6 separate regions of the Mus musculus genome follow, and all the other regions are linked to region 1. Evidence: chromatin contacts called from public HiChIP or PLAC-seq and Micro-C data. All regions are on one chromosome and are shown on one strand. Each heading gives the region's core, a stretch centred on a gene start, on an enhancer-like site or on the middle of the called end of the contact. The rest is flanking DNA. Distances are from core to core; before and after follow the strand shown.

Region 1 (3,124 bases), core at 547-3,046:
TTACCATTTCTTTTAACTGAATTTTTAGCAACCTACCCAAATCACTGCTGTTCTAGACTATGGAGGTCTACCCAGCATCAGACCACACTTTGCTATCACTAGCTAAATGGACCTTCACCTAACCATATCACCTAGATAGACCCTTGAGGTTGTTCAGTCTGTTTAAACCTGTGCGGGCAGATTTTCATCTCCTTTGTTCTTTGTGTAGGCTTGTTTAAGGTGTAGGTCTCTAAAGAGATGGAGTGGAGACAGATGTTGAGTATGGAAGAGATTGGTAGTTTGAACAACAGTTTGGTCTAATGGCTTTGTTATGCTAACCGTGCAGGCTTCTCCAACAGCGCCTTCCCGATTTTACATCATAGTACACAAAATTCCTAACACAGGGTAGTATGTTAAATTAAAAACAATACAAGAAAAACAATACAAGTAAACCAGTGGGTCGGTTCTTTAAAACCATCTCCACAGATACATTCTACAAATTGCAGGCCTTCACAATTCCTGACACACTCGAGACCTTTAGAAAACGAGAAGCCGAGAATACAGATTAGGTTCTCAAGAGCGAAAACAGGTGATGTCATAGCACGCAGTGCGGTGTGGTCACCGCCAAGGCCGGCTGGGGAACTGCAGTTCTTGGGAGCTTGGTGCTCTGCGCCAGTAGCAGAAGCACCCTATCATGGGCTCCACGACACCGGTGAGCACCCTGAGCCAATCAGGTGCTCGCTTTGCACCGCCTTTGTTCTCACTGGGGAGCAGGCAGCCAGAGTCTGGTCTGCAGTCCGGGGTTGGTGTTTGGCCCCTCGGAGTACCTGGCTCTCTCACTCGCCTGGGTTGGGCATCTGGCCAGCCGGAGCTTTCCTCAGTGACTTATGCCTTCTGTCTCCAGAACATAGAAGCTAAACCCTGACTCACCGTTGTCAGTTTTGAGAGAGGAAGGTCCAGTCCAATCGTTTTAAATGGCAATTCGTACTCAAAACCTTCCATCACAGGCAGGGATTGTGCTCTGCAAGTTTCTAACCAGAGGCCTCCCACAGGATTTGTGTGTGTGTGTGTGTGTGTGTGTGTGTGTGTGTGTGTGTGTGTGTATCAATCTCTGACTTGTTCATGATAAACGAACTTTCTTTGCTGTGAGAACGATCGTCGGAGAGAGGGAAAAACCCCTAAACCAAAGATGTGTCTCCGGGTCTCCAACTCCAATAGCTGTGTAGACTTCTAACTCTACAGCCGTAGGTAGTTGGTCTTTCGTACCAGATTTACAGAGTGCATAAAGAACATAAAGTTCTTTGAGATCTGTGGGAGCAAAGTGCTGCAAGACCGCAGTCTTCCTCACAGCTATTAGATTTAGATCCATGGAGAGAAAGCTGAATCTCTGCCCCGGAGGAAGGAACGTTCTAGCGTCCACCCGGCCCACTCCCGAGAGATCAGGAAATGTTTAGCTAGGTCTCAGATCCTCTAGCGAGCTCTAGCTTCCAGCTATTTAATCTCACTCTCCATTCTGCACGGTTTTTGCAGAGAGGCGTGGCTTGTCCTGAGGGTGGCGCTAGAGTTCCTGATAATTTGCATACACCACACCTCCATTTCTCATTGGTAGATTGGAGTCCCTCCCACCCCACTACCTAACTAACCCAGGGTCACTCTTCAGCATCGAGCCTCGGAGATAAACTTAACTTGCCCGGAGATTCGTGTTGCTCTCGCCTCCCGCGATTGGCCGGAGCCACTCATTGGATGCGGGTGCAGAAGGGGGCGTTGCCGGTGCCGTCTGGTTGGCGGGAGGGGGCGGTGCCCAGCGCGGCTGCCCTGAAGGCGGCGGGCCTCGGGGGCGGGGCCGCACTGAGAAGCTGAGACGGCCGCGGCTGCTCGTCCTGGCTGGCGGGGCGGGGGTCTGGCGATGGGGGCGGGAGGAACAACGGGTCGCTGAGTGCCGCGGCTGCCGTCCCCGCCGAGCTCGCGCGGGCAGCCGCTGCGCCGTCGCTGCCGCCCGACCCCCTGAGAAGAGAACGTTGAAGCAGCCCTTCGCTAGCGGCCGCGGTGACAGCCCGGCTCCGGCGCGATGAACCGCGGTGGCAGCAGCGCGTCGGCCTCGGCCAACTACCTGCTCTGCACCAACTGCCGGAAAGTGCTGCGGAAGGTACGGCGCGGCCGCGTCCGGCGGCGAGGCGCTCCCCACGGTCCGGGTCCGGGCGGCGCTTGCGGGGGAGGGGGGACGAGAGGCAAAGTGTCCCCCCGCGGGTCCCTGCGCCCGGCCCCTGGGCTGCCGCCGGGTCTGCCCCGAGGCTGAAGGGATGCTGGGATGCTGGGAGGAACCGGCTCGGCTGGGGATGGAGGCTGGCCTGAAATCACAGCAACCAGTTTGGTCTGCAGGAGACTGGCTGCCTCTCCCCGGTGGCTGACTCTGGGGGGGTGTTTTCTTCGACTGGGTCGCTTCTGCCAGGCCTACGGTGCCTTGGCACCGCCTCTTGACATTCTCTTGGTGGGTCCCGAAAGGCACCATGAAGGCATCTTGAACTTTATACCCATAGGAAATGCTGTTCGATCTTCCAGCGCTTTCAGCTTGGGTTGGTGGAGGTGGAGGCTGAAGACGACTTGGGTTCGCCCTCCTTATCATCCCCCACCGCGATGTCGATCGAGAAAATCCGACCCAGGATTGGCTTATTGCTTTCCAGAGTGACTGATAGAAAGTTTACTCCAGTATTGTTTAGCTTACTTGGCTTAATCGCCCCGTGGGGGATGGGGATGCAGGGAGAGAAAGGATGACAAAATGTCCCTGTAGACGCAGAAGAGGTTTTAATAAGATCTGAATAGCCTCCTTGACTAATATAATCTGTTTCTTTTTTACACTCTTATTTTTACATTGCATGAAATGAAATCATTAGGTGAGGTGTTTCTGTTTGTCCAGCACCAATGAATTAAAATTGCTGAGCTGTGCATATTTGAGAGCTAAGATGAATATGGTGCCGTTTTTGTCAATTTTCCTATCTACAGTCAATTTAGGATTGCTCTTTATGTCCTAGGAAAAACAAGCAAGCACATAAATAAGCAAGCTCAAATATTTGCGCTCTTTGTCCAAAAACTGTTTTTCTTCCTCTGTGGGTCAGGCCAAGTGCCAATCAAAGTTGTTTTTCAAGCC
Region 2 (2,982 bases), core at 5-2,504, 360 kb before region 1:
AAATGCCATTAAACCTTCCTTTAATGAGATGATGTTTATATTTCATACACTTCACCTAAAACAAAGACAGGAGGTAAACAGGTGTTCATTCACTCTGGTCTTTGTTTCAATGTGGTGGTTGTGATGTAATTCCATCCGCTTGAAAATTCTTGCCACATGGAATTTATGATTGAAAATCTTACACTAAAATATCGCCAGGCATTGGTGGCATACACCTTTAATCTCAGCACTTGGGAGGCAGAGGCAGGCGGACTTCTGAGTTCGAAGCCAGCCTGGTCTACAGAGTGAGTTCCAGGACAGCCAGGGCTACCCAGAGAAACCCTGTCTCGAAAAACAAAACTAAACTAAACTAAACTAAACTAAACTAAACTAAACTAAACTATCATAGTCCCTGTGACTTTTAGAGAACCTTGTGATAGCTGGGAGCCCAAGTCCCTGATGTAGACAATCACGATGAACTTGCATTGTTCATACCTGTTCCCAGAGTGAATCGCCCAGTGTCTCTGCTCTGTTATACCCAGATGTACAATCTCTAGTTTCCTTTGTTTGTTTCCTCTCTAGTTTCCTTTCCATGTAACACACACACACACACACACACACACACACACACACACACACACAGAGAGAGAGAGAGAGAGAGAGAGAGAGAGAGAGAGAGAGAATACTTTTTCTGTGGAAGGCTATGATCTATATGACTATATGACTGCTGGAATGAGGAGAGAAAAAGAGAGCCTGTGGTGAGCCATCAGAATACCATGGGTGAAAACTGGTGTATAAAGAAGCCTTGGGTTTGGAAAGCCAGGGTCGGACAATGATGAGCACCATAGTGCAGGTGTCCCAAGTGCTTCAAGACCTTAGCTAAAGCCCATTCATTCTGGTTTATTTAGTCTAGGAGGTTCTTATTTCATTTGCTATCACAGTGGATTTTCAATATGCCTGCAAAATCCAATAAAGACTCTGCTAGCCTCCTGAAAGAAGTATTACGATCTCTGAAGCAGCCCGTCAGACTAGCACCCTTCATTCTCTCACTTGGTGTGTCTGAACAGTATGGGCAGTTTCCTCTCCAAAGTGTCCAGTGAGCAACCTAATTGGCCCTCCACAGACACAATGTTTTGGACTGCTTTTACTCACTCAGGTCAGATTCCCATTCTCTCGTTCAGTACAATAAACTTGCCCAGGAAACTCTCCAACAAGCCCCAACATTGATTCTCTGAGACTTCAATGTAGTGCACTGTGTTGCCCATGGCACCACTGTCTCCATAGCAACCCTCCCAACTAGGCAGCTCGGTCAGAAGACAAATAAAAGCAAAGGAATTGCTGTAATGTCCTCATCATTGTAATCGTTTCTTACTGAGAGGACGTGAGGCTGAAGATTGGCTGTGCTGGGGATAACAGGGGAAGCTTGAGGCCACATCCTTAGAGCCTCACCTGTTGTCTCCGGTCTCTCTTATTTCCTTCATAAGTCTGAACTATTCTGAGCTTACTTGAGTAAATGTTCTGCATACTCAAAAATAAAAGGAACCTTACTAAGAATATAAGAGGACCCCATCCAATAAAGCCCCAGAATTAAAACTGGAAACTGACTGGCTTCATGAGCCCCAGCCAGCCAATCAGACCTCTGTGTCACTTTGCTCAGGAGTGGAAGGAGGTGAGCACTGACTCTGTTGCCGTGAAAGGGTAGATTTCGATGAGACAAGACCTGAATAGTTTTAATTTTCCCAACTTTTAAAAAAATTTTGGCAATAAGCAGAAATCATAACACTACCTTTCATATATATTCACACACTATATTTTAATTATGGTGGCTACTATACCATAAACTTCTTCAAGAAAAAGTTCTTCCACCAAAGAGGAGATCTAAATAAACACATTTCCTGTTTAGTTCTGCCTCCCCTCCCCCTCCAGCAGAGCAATCAGGCATTGGAGACGGGTGCCTGAAAGGGCCCATCTCAGCCTCTGCTCTTCAGACAGCTGATAAAGAAAAGAAATCCTCTTCATGGGGAAATTGTTCAGCAAATATTTGTGGATTGCCTTATATATAAAATACTTACCGTTGTGAATTCAATAGCAAGACAGACACTGCTCCCTGCATCATGGTGCCAAGATTCTTATATTTCAGAAAATGTGCTCTGCTCCACAGCAATGTGTGCGATACATGACTGATAGAGTGCAGATGTGCACACTCAGTGCACAGCAGGCTCACTGACCATTTTAGGCTCAAGCCTCACGGGCAAGCCACGGGGTTCTGGTAAGAACTATGCTCAAGCAGTGCTGAGGGAGCCCAAAAGACCAGACAGTGTGGCATCGGTACTGCTGGCTGCCCCAGAGGGTTCTGCGGTGAATTTTCATCTTCAGATGAAATTACTCTGAGCAAATCTTCATTCCCTCTGACTAAAGTCTCACTGAAGGTTTGAGATGGCTTCCATGAAGCTTGCTTTAAGAGCGTGTATGAGTCGCTGCCCTCAGGCATCTTGGTGTGTAGATGGCCAAACATGATTGACAGGAAATAAGTAACTTGCATGGTTTCAGGGCTAAGCTATAAACACAAGTAGCAAATTGTAGCCCAATTTCAAGACAGCAAGTCACAATTTTCAAATTAGTAAATACAAATTTTTTTGCAGTAGAATTTTTTGGTGTGTGGGTTTTGTCGGGCTTATCTAAACTGTGGTTCAATTGTAGCATTTTCCTTATGTTGATAGTAATTTCAATAATTGCTTATACTGGTGAACTTGAAGTTTTTTCTCACTGTGCTTTCTTTTATTGATCTCAAAGTTTACATATTTTGTATTGTGTGCCATGGAAATATCTTTGTAATTATGATTGTTTTGAATATTTTTATATTTTAATCTTGATGTTAGAATATTTTTCAGAATTATACTAATCTGTAGTTATATGTATATTTACTTTATATTTTCATATGATTGAATTTTGATCTTTGGTAGACCTTTATTTCAACTTGAAGACTCACTTTAGTGCTCTCAG
Region 3 (3,096 bases), core at 572-3,071, 340 kb after region 1:
CACATGACCACCCACACACACACACCAGGAACCCCAGCAAACAAGAAGTCTCTAGAACCAGAAGGTACTACATATGACACCCCCCCACACACACACACATATATCAGGAGCCCCACCATACAAGAGGTCTCTAGAACCTTCTATTCTATGTCCTGCTGGTTTTCTTTCTGTTCAAATCTATGCAGTCTGTTCCTTTGCTCTTCTTCCACACAGTTCAACCTAAGTACATTCTTATTCTAAGAACTTGAATCCCAGAGATCCTGAAGTACTGGGCAACACAACCTGGGCCCTGTGTGGTAGGCAGCCAGGGAGAATCTTAGCCAGCTTGGCAGGATCCACAGCCTAGTTTTGGAAGCAGGAAACCATGAGCGTTCCATACTTCAAGCCCTGACTTTTCACTCCCTGAAAGAGAGTCTTCTGGAATTGTAGCTGTTTAATATTACCCAGTTCTAGTTGTGAGCACTTTCGGTGAACAAGTTGACACTGTTTGGAGTTCAGTGGACCTCTGAGGCATGACATCCTCCACCATCACCAAGGACTTTAATAAGCAAAGCCCGCCAAACTTTAAGTCTTTGTAGGGAAACAGAACCATGGGCAGGAAGCAGAGGGGCCGAAGGACCAAATACCATCCAAAATGTAAGCATCAAGGCCCCGTGAGATCGAAACCTGTCTCCAGAAGCCGACGTCCAGGTAACCCACACACTATCCCTACTTAAAGGCATTTAGACAATACACCCACCACAAGAGCTGAAAGGCAAACATTTTCCAGGGGGAAAAAAGGAGGCAGAAAATAGGGGCACAGGCCCGGGATTCGTCTTCTGAGGTCCCCAAGCAGGGGACTTGGAGAAGGTGAGACCTCATCTCCCAGCCTGGCTACTTAAGGCTAACACCAGTGGGTCCCCTGCACTGTCAGGGGCCGTCACGGGCCGAGGTTCCACTTTCCTGTCTGCCACAAATGTCACGTTCCAAAAAAGTTCAACCAGCTCCCCCTTGGAAAGTTTGTGCTTCCTCCCGGAAACCAGATTTTTTCCAAGGCACTGCCAACAGGCCAGGGAAAGCCGGATCCTACCCCTGATTTGTGCAAGAAACTTGTTTGGGGAGAACAAAGAAGGCTCAGGGCGGAAAGGCCCGAGCCTCCGGGCCGGGGCGCGTCCTGGGGTCCAGGCTGGGCGCCCCGCGCGCCTTTGTCTGCGCCAGAGCAGCGGCACCCGCCAAGCCTCCAGATCCTCCGGGACCGCAACCTGCCAGCCACAGGAGAAATGCCAGTCCCGCGTCAGGGGCCCGCACGCGTACCCGAGTCCTTGGCCTCCCGTGGGAATCCCCCACGGGGGTACTGGGCACTCGGAGGGTAGTTCTGAACCGAATTCTGCTTTTTGTCTTGTTGAACCTTCTGGATCCCTCACAGGACAATCTGAGGCCCCAGCACAAATCTGGTTCACCAAGTCCCCACATCTGGTGCGGAGCTGATGTCAGCCTGGGCTCTCGGGAGCAGCCGCGGAGACCTCTCGGCCCAGTCAGGGGGAGCCCTCCCGGACCCCCGGCTTGAGCTGATTACCTCTAAGCACAGGCTCGCAAGGTCCCCGGCGCGACTTTGCCCTCCGCATGGGGCGATCATGGGACGATCCTGGCTTGGGCAACGCGGCGGCAGGGGAATGGCGGCAGGGGGATGGCGGCTGGGAGGCGCGGCGAAGGGTGCCTCTGCACTCGGGCAGCAGAGAGATGCCCCGTTCCCCCTCCAGTCCCACCCACCCCACCCCGCTGCCGGGTCCCTGGGCGCCCCGCGCTCCCAGTCGCCAGCGTGCTACCCAGGAGGGTCGCTGGTCTGATCCCTGTAACCCTACACTTCACCCCGCCCCGGCCCCGGCCGCGGGGCCCTAGAGCCCGTCCCCAGTTTCCCGTCGCCCCTCCCGGGATTTCGGAAACTGCCGGGACTCAGGCTGACGTGTCTCCCTGAGACCAAAAAGGGAGACTGGCTCCCTTGTTTTTGTCCCCTATCCGCGTTTGAATTCCTGTCACACTCACCATTTCTATCTGAATGCCTTAGAATCCTTTGCTGGAATATGCCTCCGAACTCCAGGCTAGGTTTGGTTTAGGACCAACTTTTCTTCTAAGTGGAATTTCCAGGTGAAAGCGATCCCCAGGCCCTAGTACTTCTATCAGGTGGGGCGGTCAGGATAGGAGGGGCTATGATGTGCTCCACTGAGGAACAGAACAGCTAGCTAAACAGACCTTCCTTACAGCCTTAAATGTTCAATGGCTTCCTAGGACTGTACATCCTGTGACCACAACCCTCAGGCTGCTATCTGCTCAAACAGAAGCAAAGAATTTGAAGTCTGTGACTCTGCCCCGCCTTCGAAATCAGACTTTTTCCCTAAGCAACGCTCCTTGCCCAGCCCTCTGCGAGGTTACACTCACTGTCTTCTGAAGCCATGCACTAGGACCTTTCTGGTCTGTCTTCTGAGAGCAGAGGCCAGTGGCTGCTGCCCAAGCCCCTACTTGGAGGGTTAGGGCATATCAAGGTTTCTGACGGTTGGCTCCTCTTTTCTCTCTTCTTACCTGGCCATGGGGGCAGGGGTCATGTCTGGCTTGTGCCATCTCCCTAAACTCACCCGCTCACCGCTTCACCCCCAGTGTTCCAGCCGGATTCCATGACAGCCCTCTGATTTCTCAGACAGAGGCCCAAATGTAATTGCTGAACTTATTTCTCAAGCACAGGCTTCGTTAAAGTCACCTGCCTTTGTAGAACACACAAAGCCAGGACGTGTGCACAGAAAAGAACAGGGCAGTAGGTCCCCTCTTGTTAAGAGTCTGGACAGGAGAGAGAAGAGACCAGCTCTGTGTAGAGGGGGAAGGGGCAGAGATCCGATGTGCAGGAAAAGGAGGCACTGGGCAAGCAAGCAGCAGTGCAGCCTGGAGGGAATTGGCAAGGTTTCTCACCAAGGGTGCTTGGCAAGAGCTGATAAATGAGGAAAGAGTTTTCACTGCAAAGGAAGAGACAACACGAGTAAGTGGACAGTCACAAAGTGCAGGGCTGGGAAGGACTGAACGGTAAACGTACACAGCTTCCACTTGGCTAGTGCGGAAACTCCCACCCGG
Region 4 (3,143 bases), core at 518-3,017, 430 kb before region 1:
AAAGACAAAGCACTGACACCAACAGCCCCCATGAAATTATACTCAATACATATGTGTTCACTGAAGAAAACACGCACAACCAGTATTCAAGTAAGAAAGTAAAAAGACATCCACGGCTTGATTCTGTTCATCTTCCATTCATGTCTGAGTAGTGGCCATCATCATGCTGCAGTGTAATTTGGTTCCTGTTTCTCGATCATAGTAGAGGGAATCACTGCTATAAAAAAGTATAGGGCTGGACTTGAGATCTGCGGTAGAGCACAGGCAATCACTTTCATGTGCCATGTGCCAGGTCACTGTGAGGAGTCAAAAGTGTGCAAAGATCTGCAAGCATCAGATTGTTGCAGGGAGTGCAGAGTCTGCAAAAGATGGAATTACCAAAGGAAATATGATGCAACTGTGTTCTGTAAACTGCAAAAGTTCAGCTTTCCACACTTGCTGTGACTCCTGCCTTGTTTCTGTACTTGTTCCCCCTTTTATCCCTTTGTTCGAGCTTCCATCCTGTTTCCTTTTAAATTTTAAAAACAATACTCATTTTCTAGTTCATTAAGTGTTATCTGTAAGTCTAGTGCTGCATAAACGTACAATAGATCAGATCTACCTTCCTATTCATACTGTATTCAGTGCAACTTGGCTGGCAGCTCCATTTAGTTGTCTAAGCCTCTTAAACATATTTTACTATTTTAACCTGTGTGTGTGTGTGTGTGTGTGTGTGTGTGTGTGTGCCTCTCCAATGTGAGCCCTAGGATTTGAACTCAGGTTGTCAGGTTTGGTGGCAAGCACCTTTTCCTATTGAACTATCTTGCCAGCCTAAGCCTCTTAAATTTAATGTCCAAAGTTGTGTCCTAGTGCTTAGAAGTACCCAAACAGTCCAAGTGGAAGCCCCTCTTGATGTTCTCACCCTAGATGGAAACAATTCAATTTGTTGGGGCTCAAATCTTCAGTACTGTCCCGGACTCTTTCTCACACTCTGACCGTTCTTTCAAAATTTCTTCCAGCCCTAACTTCATAACATAACCAGAATTTAACTACTCTCCCCATCCCCTTCCATTTCCTCTGGTGACACTTCACTGTCATCATTTCTGAGAGTAATGTCTCCAGTGTTTTTGGACAATCAGGACAGCTAGGGTTGGAGAGGGCCTGCTCTGGGGATCAAGGGAATAAAGATTGGTCTCCTTCCCACATTCCAGCAAACAAAGCCTCCACAACCAAGAGCTGTTAGTAACGGTAGCTGCACGCCTGCATAACGAAGGGCTGTTAGGAAAGGTAGCTGCAAGCTCAGGTTGAGATCTGATCTCAACCTTAAATTAGTGTACCTTAAATTGGTGGCCTGTTAACAACACTGATTCTCATGGTTTTACAGGCCATGTACATGATGAAGGCGCTGGCTGATTCCACTTGTGGAGAGAGCGCCCATTCTCAGGTAGTGGTTTCTCATCACATCTTCAGATAGTGGCAAGTCAAGGGAGTTAGTTGTCTTCTCATATCTCAGGCATGGTCTAACTACACCCCCACCCCCACCCCGCGAACGCCCCCTCCCCCTTTCTGCAGTCATCCCTTGGAAATCCAGCAGAAGGATTTCAAAGAGATAAATACAAACACCTCTAACTGGAAACCCCCAGAATGGGTTTACATTTCAGCTGCCCAATAGCCCAAACACCTTGACTTTAAAACAACTTGTATAAAATTACAGGTCACGCAATGAATCCTGGAGCCATTTTAAGCTTTCTGAAAATTCCTACCAATGTCCACCAGAGGGAGGGCTCTGCTACCAAACCATGCTATCTATGCAGTGGTTTCCTTCTCAGCCAGACCAGCCCTAGGACCTGCTTCAGTAAGAGCAAGCCTAGTTTTTGGTTGTGAGCCTAGCCTTTAAAAGCTGAGTCATCGCCAGCCTAGTGAATTTATAGTTGAATGTTTTCTTATACATGAGAGTGTGTTTCCAGAAATGGTTAAATTTGGATAATTCCATCATATCCCCCAACTCCCAATCAAGTCAACTGATTAGCTCAATAAAAGTGACTTTGAAAGTATCATTTTCTCTTTGGTTGAAGTGCTTTTGAATTCAGAGTTAGTATTTTTAAAATTTCTTTAAGAACATCACACTGGGGCTGGTGAGATGGCTCAGCAGGTAAGAGCACCGACTGCTCTTCCAAAGGTCCTGAGTTCAAATCCCAGCAACCACATGGTGGCTCACAACCATCTGTCACGACATCTGATGCCCTCTTCTGGAGTGTCTGAAGATAGCTACAGTGTAATTACATATAATTAATAAGTAAATTTTTTTAAAAATCACACAATATTTGAACATTTATTTCACTTCCAGTGGTCCCACTAATGCTTAGAGTACAGTGTGTATTTTTGTCCTTTATGTACACCCAAATATCCCTGTTCTTATTGTGCTGGAGGGAAACCCAGGACCTAGCAGACCTGAATTAGAAGTTGCCATCTCCAGCAAAGGCAGTATGCTCTGTGGAAGTGTGGCATGGATAGTGTGCATCACTGTGCTTTTCTGTGGATGCAGCCTAGTGCCATCCAACACACAGCTTGGGCAGCCAAGAAGATGCTCCCATGCTCCCAGTGCCCTCTGCATGAGAAGTGGCATGCTTTGAATCAAGCTGTTGCTTGAGTTAGATGAACGATTCTCAACCTATAGGGAGGGAGTCATTCAACCTTTGAGGGTTGGATGACCCTGGGCACAGCGGTCACCTAAGACCGTCCTGCATATTAAATATTTACATTACAATTTCACAACGGCAAAAAAGACAGTTATGAAGTAGCCGTGAGATAATTCTATTGGTTGGGAGATCACCACAGCATGAGGAACTGTATTAAATGAACACAGCAATAGGAAGGCGAGGGCCACTGCCGTAGATGGTTCTTAAAGGGTCATTGTCTTATGCTTGTTTCTTGTTTTTGCTTTTCTCTATATGGTAAAGCTTCCCTTAGGCATTGCTAATAAGACAGCCTTAGAAACCAGGAATCTTACAGACTGGGCTTCTGTTGCAAATTCTTCTTGTGTTGTTGATTTTTAATGCAGCCCAAATGACTGTGCCTCCTTTGCTATGTGAAAACCTATCAACTATGGGCCAGGATAAGCATGTCAGTTTTCTCAGATGAAATCTTAACCTTTTTTGAGTAAA
Region 5 (3,108 bases), core at 281-2,780, 300 kb before region 1:
CATCCTGGCTCCTCAGGGTCTTTCTCCTAACACAGAGCCAACTCAAGCCAAGACATGGGCCTTCAAACTTGTGGGAAGCAATAAACACCTAGTGACTTTTGAATTGGAGGCACGTGTTCATGTGTTTTCTGATTTCTGTGCTTTCTTATCCGAAGTCTCAGAACTGGTCTTGCTTCCCTTTACTTCAATTGTGGATGCTTGTAGAGGTGAGAGTGTGTGTATGCACACATGTACATGCACACACACATACATACATGCATGCACAGTCACACACACACACATAAATATGCACACGCACTTGTGCACTCGTTCAGGGTGAACAGTTTTAAGGTATTGTGTTAACTGTGAAGCAAGTGAAATGGCTGTGCTGGGGTTTGAGCTACTCTGACTCTGCTTTAGACTAAATAGTCAGGAGACGCCTCATCTGGAAAAGTGAGAGTTGATCTGAGTTGATAATGGCAACCAAAGCTGGAGTGCTGGAGGGGGAGTTTAGAGAACGACAAATGTAGGGGTGAGGGGGACATGAGATGGAAAAGCAGTGCTTGGCCATTTGGTCAAGTAAGAAAGCCAGTATAACCGAAGCAGAGAGCCTGAGAGGGGTCAGCACATAGGCGAGGAAGAGTTTTGTGGAGCATGTTAAAGACCTTCAGTCCAAGACAGCTCCCTCAACCAAATAAAGGCAACTTGCACTGAATAATTATAATCCTTTTGTGCATAACTAACAATGTACTTCTGTTAGGGAATATTCGTATGTCTACACAGACATTTCCCACAGAGGGATGAGGAAGTTACAGCTTGCTGTCAGGATGTCACAGAGGGTGTGGGAGATGGACTTGTACTGTAACATTGAAAATACTATAACAGTGTTTCAGACACAGCTTCCTACCTCTTGGCTTCTTTGCTGTTATCACCAGCATAATCGCCATAAACTGGGGTATTATAATTCAACACCTCTTATTACTTCTAGAGTCTTCCACATATCTTGCTTTCAGAGACTGTGACAAAATACCCAAAGGAGTAACTTATAAAGACTCTGGGGTTTGCATTTCAACGTTTCAGCCCTTTGCTCTTGGGCCTGTGATGGGCACACGGCCAGTGAGCTACTTCCTTCAGTGAGCACTAGCCTCTTTGACATCCCATGGTCTCCCAAGAGCACCACAAGCTAGGGTCAAACATTCACCACAGGAGCCCACCTCTGGGGGACTTTCCAGTTTTAAAGTGTAAACCTAACTCTGTCCCACCCTCTTTCAGAGTGTTTCCAGTACTGTCTTGAGACTCAAATGTTAGCAACACACGCAAAGATATGCAGGGGATGAGGGTAGCAGGCATCCTTGTAGATTCTTGTGAAATGCCAGTAAATAAATAACACTTGTCAGATGAAATTCCTCTAATAGCTGCGTATTGCCCACAGGACATAGTGTAAACTCATCAGCCTGTACTACAGCTTCCCAGGATAATAGGGAGCTTGATTCTCCCGTGTCGGGTTATAAATCAAGCTCTCTGATGGGCCTTCAATTCTTCCTGCCTGAAAGCCTTGACAAATGTAACTCCCGCTGTGATCTGGAAGCGCCTGGCTCAGCTTCTCAGACTCCTCAGACTCCCAGTCCAGATGCTCAGGCACTGGGACGCCTGGAGCTCTTGTGCAGTCTCTTTTCTCTTCACCCCACACCACTGGAGGCTTCCTTCTCCAGCATCAAGCACCTCAGGCCTCATGCCCAACTTTCTACTCCTCTGAAACAGCTCCTGTAGTCAGTCAGCTCTTGTGTATACACAGTTCCTGATGCGTATGGCAAGCTTGGTTCCAGATACAGGGTGTAGTCTACAAAAAGCCATTACTCCAGATGGACATTTCCTCTGGACTCTGGCAAACTACTCTTCAGACTATGGTGACGACCACAGGTGAATGGGAGCCCAAGAGGGTTCTAGATCCCAGAATTAATTCCCCGTTATTCTTAACTCTGAGAACAATTCTGAAAACCTTCTTCCACAGGGTTGATTCTTCATTTTTTACTATACTTTGGCACCTCAGCCCCAGGAAGTTCGTCTGTATGTCTGTCTGTTTGCCTCTGATGTCTGCTCTGAGCAGCTTTCCATGACCCCCCCCCCCAACCCGGGCTTTACCCTAAATTTCCCTTTCTGTGGAAGGATCTTCCTGTGAAAGCTTGGTGTGATCTAAATATGTCCTCAAATTCCTTGACACTCCTGTGGAGGGATCAAAGTCCCCTTCCTTTAAATCTGACTGAGATTGTGACTTAAAAGAAAGCAATGGACATGATACCAAATGACTCGGGGTCAGATCATCAGAGGACTGGCATCTTCTACTTTTCTTGCTTGAATTCCTTCTCTTGGAGCCTTGAGCTTCAAGTAAGAAGTTTAGCTGCTTTGATCATTCCATGACACCAAGTCCCTGTGTCAGCACCTAGATCCACAGTGAAGTCAGAGTAGCCTTCCAGCAAGCTCTATGAAGGCAGCAAGGGAGTGAAGCAGTCTGGGATCCTAGCGTCATCCCATCCCTTGCATGTGACTTATCTTGACTCGCAGAGCCTGTTTGGTAAGTAAAGAGGTCTCTAAGAGCCTTGAGGACATAGCTCATAGCACTCGCAGGTTGATGTGTTTCTAAGAATCCCATGAGCATTGCCTCAAAATGACCCCAAAGTCCTGGAGCCCTTATCAAAGGAATTGATGGAATAGGTTTCTTTCATTTTGCTTTCCACTGTGTGTGTGTGTGTGTGTGTGTGTGTGTGTGTGTGTGTGTGTGTGTGATGGCGCTTACTTGCATTAATTAGACTTACCAGAAAGAGGTTTCTGTTGTTTATTAATCATCTTCTCTCAGATATTTTGTTAAAGCAGCAAAAGCAAACCTGATCTGAAACTCATAAAGCTTTTAAGGGCATTCTCTCAGTGTGAATGAAAAGATACAGTGACAGGGCAGGAAGTCAGGATTGGATCTCAGAACTCACATGAGTAGGAAGCATAGTGAGAGATGTGCTTGACTGAAGACATCGGCGAGTGGGATTCAGAGGGGAGGAGGGAACCAAGAGCCTGGAGTATGGACTGCTGAGTCAGGGCACATGATTAAACCCTAGTCAAAGGAAAGACATGATCCTG
Region 6 (3,192 bases), core at 263-2,762, 270 kb before region 1:
TACATCAACTCAGAGATGTACCCATGAGATGAAGTAGAAGTGAAACTGGGGACAAGAGGGCCTAACAGGAGGGGATGGAGAAAGAAGTCGAGGGAGGAACAGTACTAAAGTACACTATTGTCTTCCTTCTGCCATGTGGGATCCAACACGGAACTCGGATCATCAGGCTTGGAGGCTTGTTCCTTTATCCCCTGAGCCATCTAGCTGGCTCAGAACATCAGTTTCATGACATATGGAAACAGGCACAATAATCTTCCCTCGAGTTTTCCAGGGAGTACGAACTGAGAAACTGTATGTAAATCACTTAGAATCCACGGGCACACAGTATGAATGGACCTTTTAGTTCTCTCTCCCAAACTTGGCAGAAAAACTATCTGATTGATCTGTAAATCATTTGTGTGTATTTACTATAACCCATACCTACAGTCCCCAACACAGACAAAGCACATTGACACAGCAAGTCTCACTTCAAGGCCTTAGGAGAGAGGACAGAGAAACCCCAAACCATCCAGGAAGAAGAAGTCACAAGCAGAAATCAGAGAGCAGAAATGCTAGATAATCAGAGAGATCGGGCTAGAGTGGTAAATGTGATTCTAGAGCCCAGAGGAAAGTTGTCCAAAAGCATTCAGAGGGGAGCAGCGGGTCTCACATCACAAGCTTCCTGAAGGGAGGAGTGGGAAGAACAACTGGGTCCCCATGGAAGGAAGGCCTTGCCTGACTCTCAGCATCTGCAGTGAGTGGGCCAGGCCTGCCTGAGAGCATCATGGAGCGGTGAGGAACGCCAACTATTCTTAGCTCTCTCTTCAGAAGTTTGCTTTTATTTATTTATTTTTTACTCTTAGTTTCCTCAGACTCTGCCTTATAAAATCACTTCATTCTCTGACAGGCTGGTGGGACAGGCTTTGCTGCATTCTGGAAGTCTGGCAAGCTCAGCTCCCAGTTCTCACTGGGTACAAAGGGTGACTGTCCTGCCTGTTGAAGAGCCTGAGAGCTTGTCAGCAGCCTCTTGGGAAGCTCCATTATACAATGTCCAACTATCCCTGCCCTAAATCTATCAGGCTAGGAAAACAATGGGCAGAAAGTCACTTCACAAGAACTTTCCCTGATGCCACTCATTCGAGATAAGAAACAGTTATCTAAAAGGGTGTGTTGACTCTCCTGCTGGTAGACCTGGAACTTGGAATAGGCTGCCATCTTTTAAATCCACCCCCTATTAATTACATATCTGTTGCTGTGATAGAACACCAAGACACCTTATGGGAAGTTTATTTGGACTTATGATTCCAGAGGGACAAGACACAATCCTGTTTTATCCAAAGAGCCTGTCAGAGAAGGAGGTGATCTATAAACCAGGGTCTGAGCAAACTAAAAGGGAAAAACAAAGAAAAAACAAAGAAAGCCTGGAGCAGGGGGATTAGAGCAGTTTGCTCTCTTCACAGGCCCATGGTGCTCTGGGGCAGGCTTAGCAAATAGACTGGCTGTCACATGGCACATTGCAAAGGCACTGCAGACTTGTTGATAACAGATCAAGGGGAAGTTTGGCAGCTGGAGGCAGTAATTGTGGTACAAGCAGCATGCTGAGGAGAGCTTACACCCTTTAGTGTAACCATGAAGCAGAGAGAGCAAAGGGGTAGTAGATGAAACTTTATTCTCAAAGCCCAGTGAGGTACTTCCTCCAGCAAGGCTGCACATCTCAGCCTCCCCAGACAGCACCGATGGGGGACCATGTATTCAAATGGCCAAGATAGTAAAAGACATTGATCATTCTGACCATTCTGCCTCCTGATTCATGATGCCTGATAGGAAAGCCTCACTAAGGAGGGCCAAGCTGCCTCACACTCTTGGACTTCAAAAGGTTAATTATCACCGAACCATAGCAGAACAAGGAAGAATGTGAGTCAGTGCTCTCAAATGCTTCTAGAAGACTTTGCATTTTCATATCTTCTAAAAGACATTCACGCTCCATGAGAAAAACTTGGCATGCTCTCTGAGAAAGCTGGGCAGAGTCAGGTCATAGACCTTGGGATATGACTTTGTTAAGAGTTGATATTAATTCACAGGCATGGAGGATCTGTGACACATTGGTAGCAGAGAGTGGTGGTCTTTGCTTCTTCACAGACAGCAACCAGCAAATAATTCCTTTCAGATACTCCTGGAATACCAAGGGGCGCTGCAGGTGACTGCTCCCCAGCAAACCCATGAGAAGCCATGGTGTGTATATGCATGTGTGTGTGTGTGTGTGTGTGTGTGTGTGTGTGTGTGTGTACACGCACATGTATGTGCCTGTGTAGAAAACTAAATTGTTATTCATGAGACCTGACACAAAAGAGTATCTGCTGTTTTGCCGAGAGGCATGTTTGAAGATGCAAACATATGCATTTGACTTAGTGGGCTGATGCTGGGATGCTGGGTGGTGTGGACTACATGCCACAAGAAGGAGCAGCCTGTACAGGGCCTGAATGTGAGATGGAGTCTAGCTCCTTCATCGGGTCTGGAGCAAGGTATGGCATGGAAATGGTTGGCAGTGGAGCTAGAGATGTTCACATGTACATACTGACCAGACAAAATGAGCAATCTAGAAGTTATCTCTGTTTGGTCACAGCTGACTTCCTCTCTGTTCTCCCTTTGTCCTCTCTCCATTCCACGGTGGTGCCTTTGACATAACTGTGACAGCTGTTCAATATTTCTTTTAGTAGCAGAAAGTCATATTTCACTCATGTACTATGGGGTTTAGGTGAATTGAAAGCTTCTCTTCCCTATCCCCCAAACTTGGGATAGACTTGTGACCCAGAATTAGCCAATAAGATCACGGCATTTTCTGACCACTGAACTTGGTTCAGAAACATCTACAAACCAATCTGTCTTAGGACCTGTACAGGGCTAGAAGTTTGGCTGTATGAATGGAGTAATGACTCCAGAAATCACAACACCATTACTTCACCGAGGTGGGTGAATAGAAAAGTGTAAGTTTAGAACTCTTCTTCACTCTATTTGTCACCGTTAGAATACCCAGCCTGAGACTAGTCCCGTATTCAGGATAGCAGAGCTGCACAGCAGAGAAAGACAAATCACACACTCTGAGTACCTGACTCTTGCTATGCTTGAAGCTACTTCACATCCTCACTTGCCAGTAACAAGTGATAAATCCCTTTTCCAACTAAATACATGTTACTTACAGATGAAGTGGCTTCA

Evidence for each region. Hi-C and Micro-C count contacts between places; a contact is called where the count stands out from the background. HiChIP or PLAC-seq counts read pairs in DNA pulled down with a chosen protein or histone mark.
Region 2: an H3K4me3 HiChIP or PLAC-seq map of neural progenitor cells shows a contact between it and region 1, with 17 read pairs. The contact joins the enhancer-like site here to the promoter of Sesn3 in region 1. A contact is called at or near these places in 12 of 39 promoter capture datasets (3T3-L1-derived adipocytes, the C10 cell line, the HPC-7 cell line and 9 more), 1 of 15 datasets of contacts at CTCF or cohesin (CD8 T cells), 2 of 484 Hi-C or Micro-C datasets (bone marrow-derived macrophages and cranial neural crest) and 22 of 115 datasets of contacts at active chromatin or transcription factors (the 230-238 cell line, CD8 T cells, the SCID.adh cell line and 18 more).
Region 3: a Micro-C map of embryonic stem cells shows a contact between it and region 1, with 5 times the contacts expected there. The contact joins the promoter of Amotl1 here to the promoter of Sesn3 in region 1. A contact is called at or near these places in 3 of 484 Hi-C or Micro-C datasets (embryonic fibroblasts, embryonic stem cells and uterus), 1 of 115 datasets of contacts at active chromatin or transcription factors (pancreatic cancer cells) and 1 of 9 other capture datasets (pancreatic islet).
Region 4: a contact with region 1 is called in an H3K4me3 HiChIP or PLAC-seq map of bone marrow-derived macrophages, with 5 times the contacts expected there. The contact joins the enhancer-like site here to the promoter of Sesn3 in region 1. A contact is called at or near these places in 22 of 39 promoter capture datasets (the 3T3-L1 cell line, 3T3-L1-derived adipocytes, the C10 cell line and 12 more), 2 of 15 datasets of contacts at CTCF or cohesin (the NIH/3T3 cell line and large pre-B cells), 7 of 484 Hi-C or Micro-C datasets (the HPC-5 cell line, bone marrow-derived macrophages, cerebral cortex and 3 more), 24 of 115 datasets of contacts at active chromatin or transcription factors (the 230-238 cell line, DN3 thymocytes, the NIH/3T3 cell line and 15 more) and 3 of 9 other capture datasets (embryonic stem cells, liver and macrophages).
Region 5: a contact with region 1 is called in an H3K4me3 HiChIP or PLAC-seq map of neural tube, with 2.8 times the contacts expected there. The contact joins the enhancer-like site here to the promoter of Sesn3 in region 1. A contact is called at or near these places in 13 of 39 promoter capture datasets (the 3T3-L1 cell line, 3T3-L1-derived adipocytes, the C10 cell line and 8 more), 2 of 484 Hi-C or Micro-C datasets (bone marrow-derived macrophages and nephron progenitors), 16 of 115 datasets of contacts at active chromatin or transcription factors (the SCID.adh cell line, T-cell acute lymphoblastic leukemia, VIP interneurons and 13 more) and 3 of 9 other capture datasets (liver, macrophages and pancreatic islet).
Region 6: an H3K4me3 HiChIP or PLAC-seq map of the SCID.adh cell line shows a contact between it and region 1, with 12 read pairs. The contact joins the enhancer-like site here to the promoter of Sesn3 in region 1. A contact is called at or near these places in 16 of 39 promoter capture datasets (the 3T3-L1 cell line, the C10 cell line, the HPC-7 cell line and 12 more), 1 of 15 datasets of contacts at CTCF or cohesin (large pre-B cells), 10 of 484 Hi-C or Micro-C datasets (the 3T3-L1 cell line, the HPC-7 cell line, Th1 cells and 7 more), 26 of 115 datasets of contacts at active chromatin or transcription factors (the 230-238 cell line, DN3 thymocytes, the NIH/3T3 cell line and 19 more) and 4 of 9 other capture datasets (adipose tissue, embryonic stem cells, liver and 1 more).

The regions. Positions count from the first base shown.
Region 1 is chr9:14,274,505-14,277,628 of GRCm38.p6, forward strand. Sesn3 (sestrin 3) reads left to right here and starts at 1,797. Exons shown (of 10, transcript NM_030261.4): 1 at 1,797-2,125. The coding sequence starts at 2,048.
Region 2 is chr9:13,917,752-13,920,733 of GRCm38.p6, forward strand. No RefSeq gene overlaps it. Among named protein-coding and RNA genes, the nearest start is that of Fam76b, 92 kb to the left of the region's middle. Within about 2 kb of position 1,255, at least 45 of the 459 cell types and tissues checked have an H3K27ac peak or open chromatin away from gene starts, as enhancers often do. A contact at or near this core is called in the SCID.adh cell line, Th17 cells, embryonic basal ganglia and 2 more, where this site is marked.
Region 3 is chr9:14,613,179-14,616,274 of GRCm38.p6, forward strand. It overlaps Amotl1 (angiomotin-like 1), which reads right to left and starts at 1,822. Exons shown (of 13, transcript NM_001081395.1): 1 at 1,556-1,822. The coding sequence starts at 1,604.
Region 4 is chr9:13,847,469-13,850,611 of GRCm38.p6, forward strand. It overlaps a transcript of Fam76b not described here. Among named protein-coding and RNA genes, the nearest start is that of Fam76b, 21 kb to the left of the region's middle. Within about 2 kb of position 1,768, at least 6 of the 459 cell types and tissues checked have an H3K27ac peak or open chromatin away from gene starts, as enhancers often do. A contact at or near this core is called in bone marrow-derived macrophages, where this site is marked.
Region 5 is chr9:13,977,526-13,980,633 of GRCm38.p6, forward strand. No RefSeq gene overlaps it. Among named protein-coding and RNA genes, the nearest start is that of 1700019J19Rik, 110 kb to the right of the region's middle. Within about 2 kb of position 1,531, at least 9 of the 459 cell types and tissues checked have an H3K27ac peak or open chromatin away from gene starts, as enhancers often do. A contact at or near this core is called in neural tube, where this site is marked.
Region 6 is chr9:14,004,914-14,008,105 of GRCm38.p6, forward strand. No RefSeq gene overlaps it. Among named protein-coding and RNA genes, the nearest start is that of 1700019J19Rik, 84 kb to the right of the region's middle. Within about 2 kb of position 1,513, at least 19 of the 459 cell types and tissues checked have an H3K27ac peak or open chromatin away from gene starts, as enhancers often do. A contact at or near this core is called in the SCID.adh cell line and extraembryonic endoderm stem cells, where this site is marked.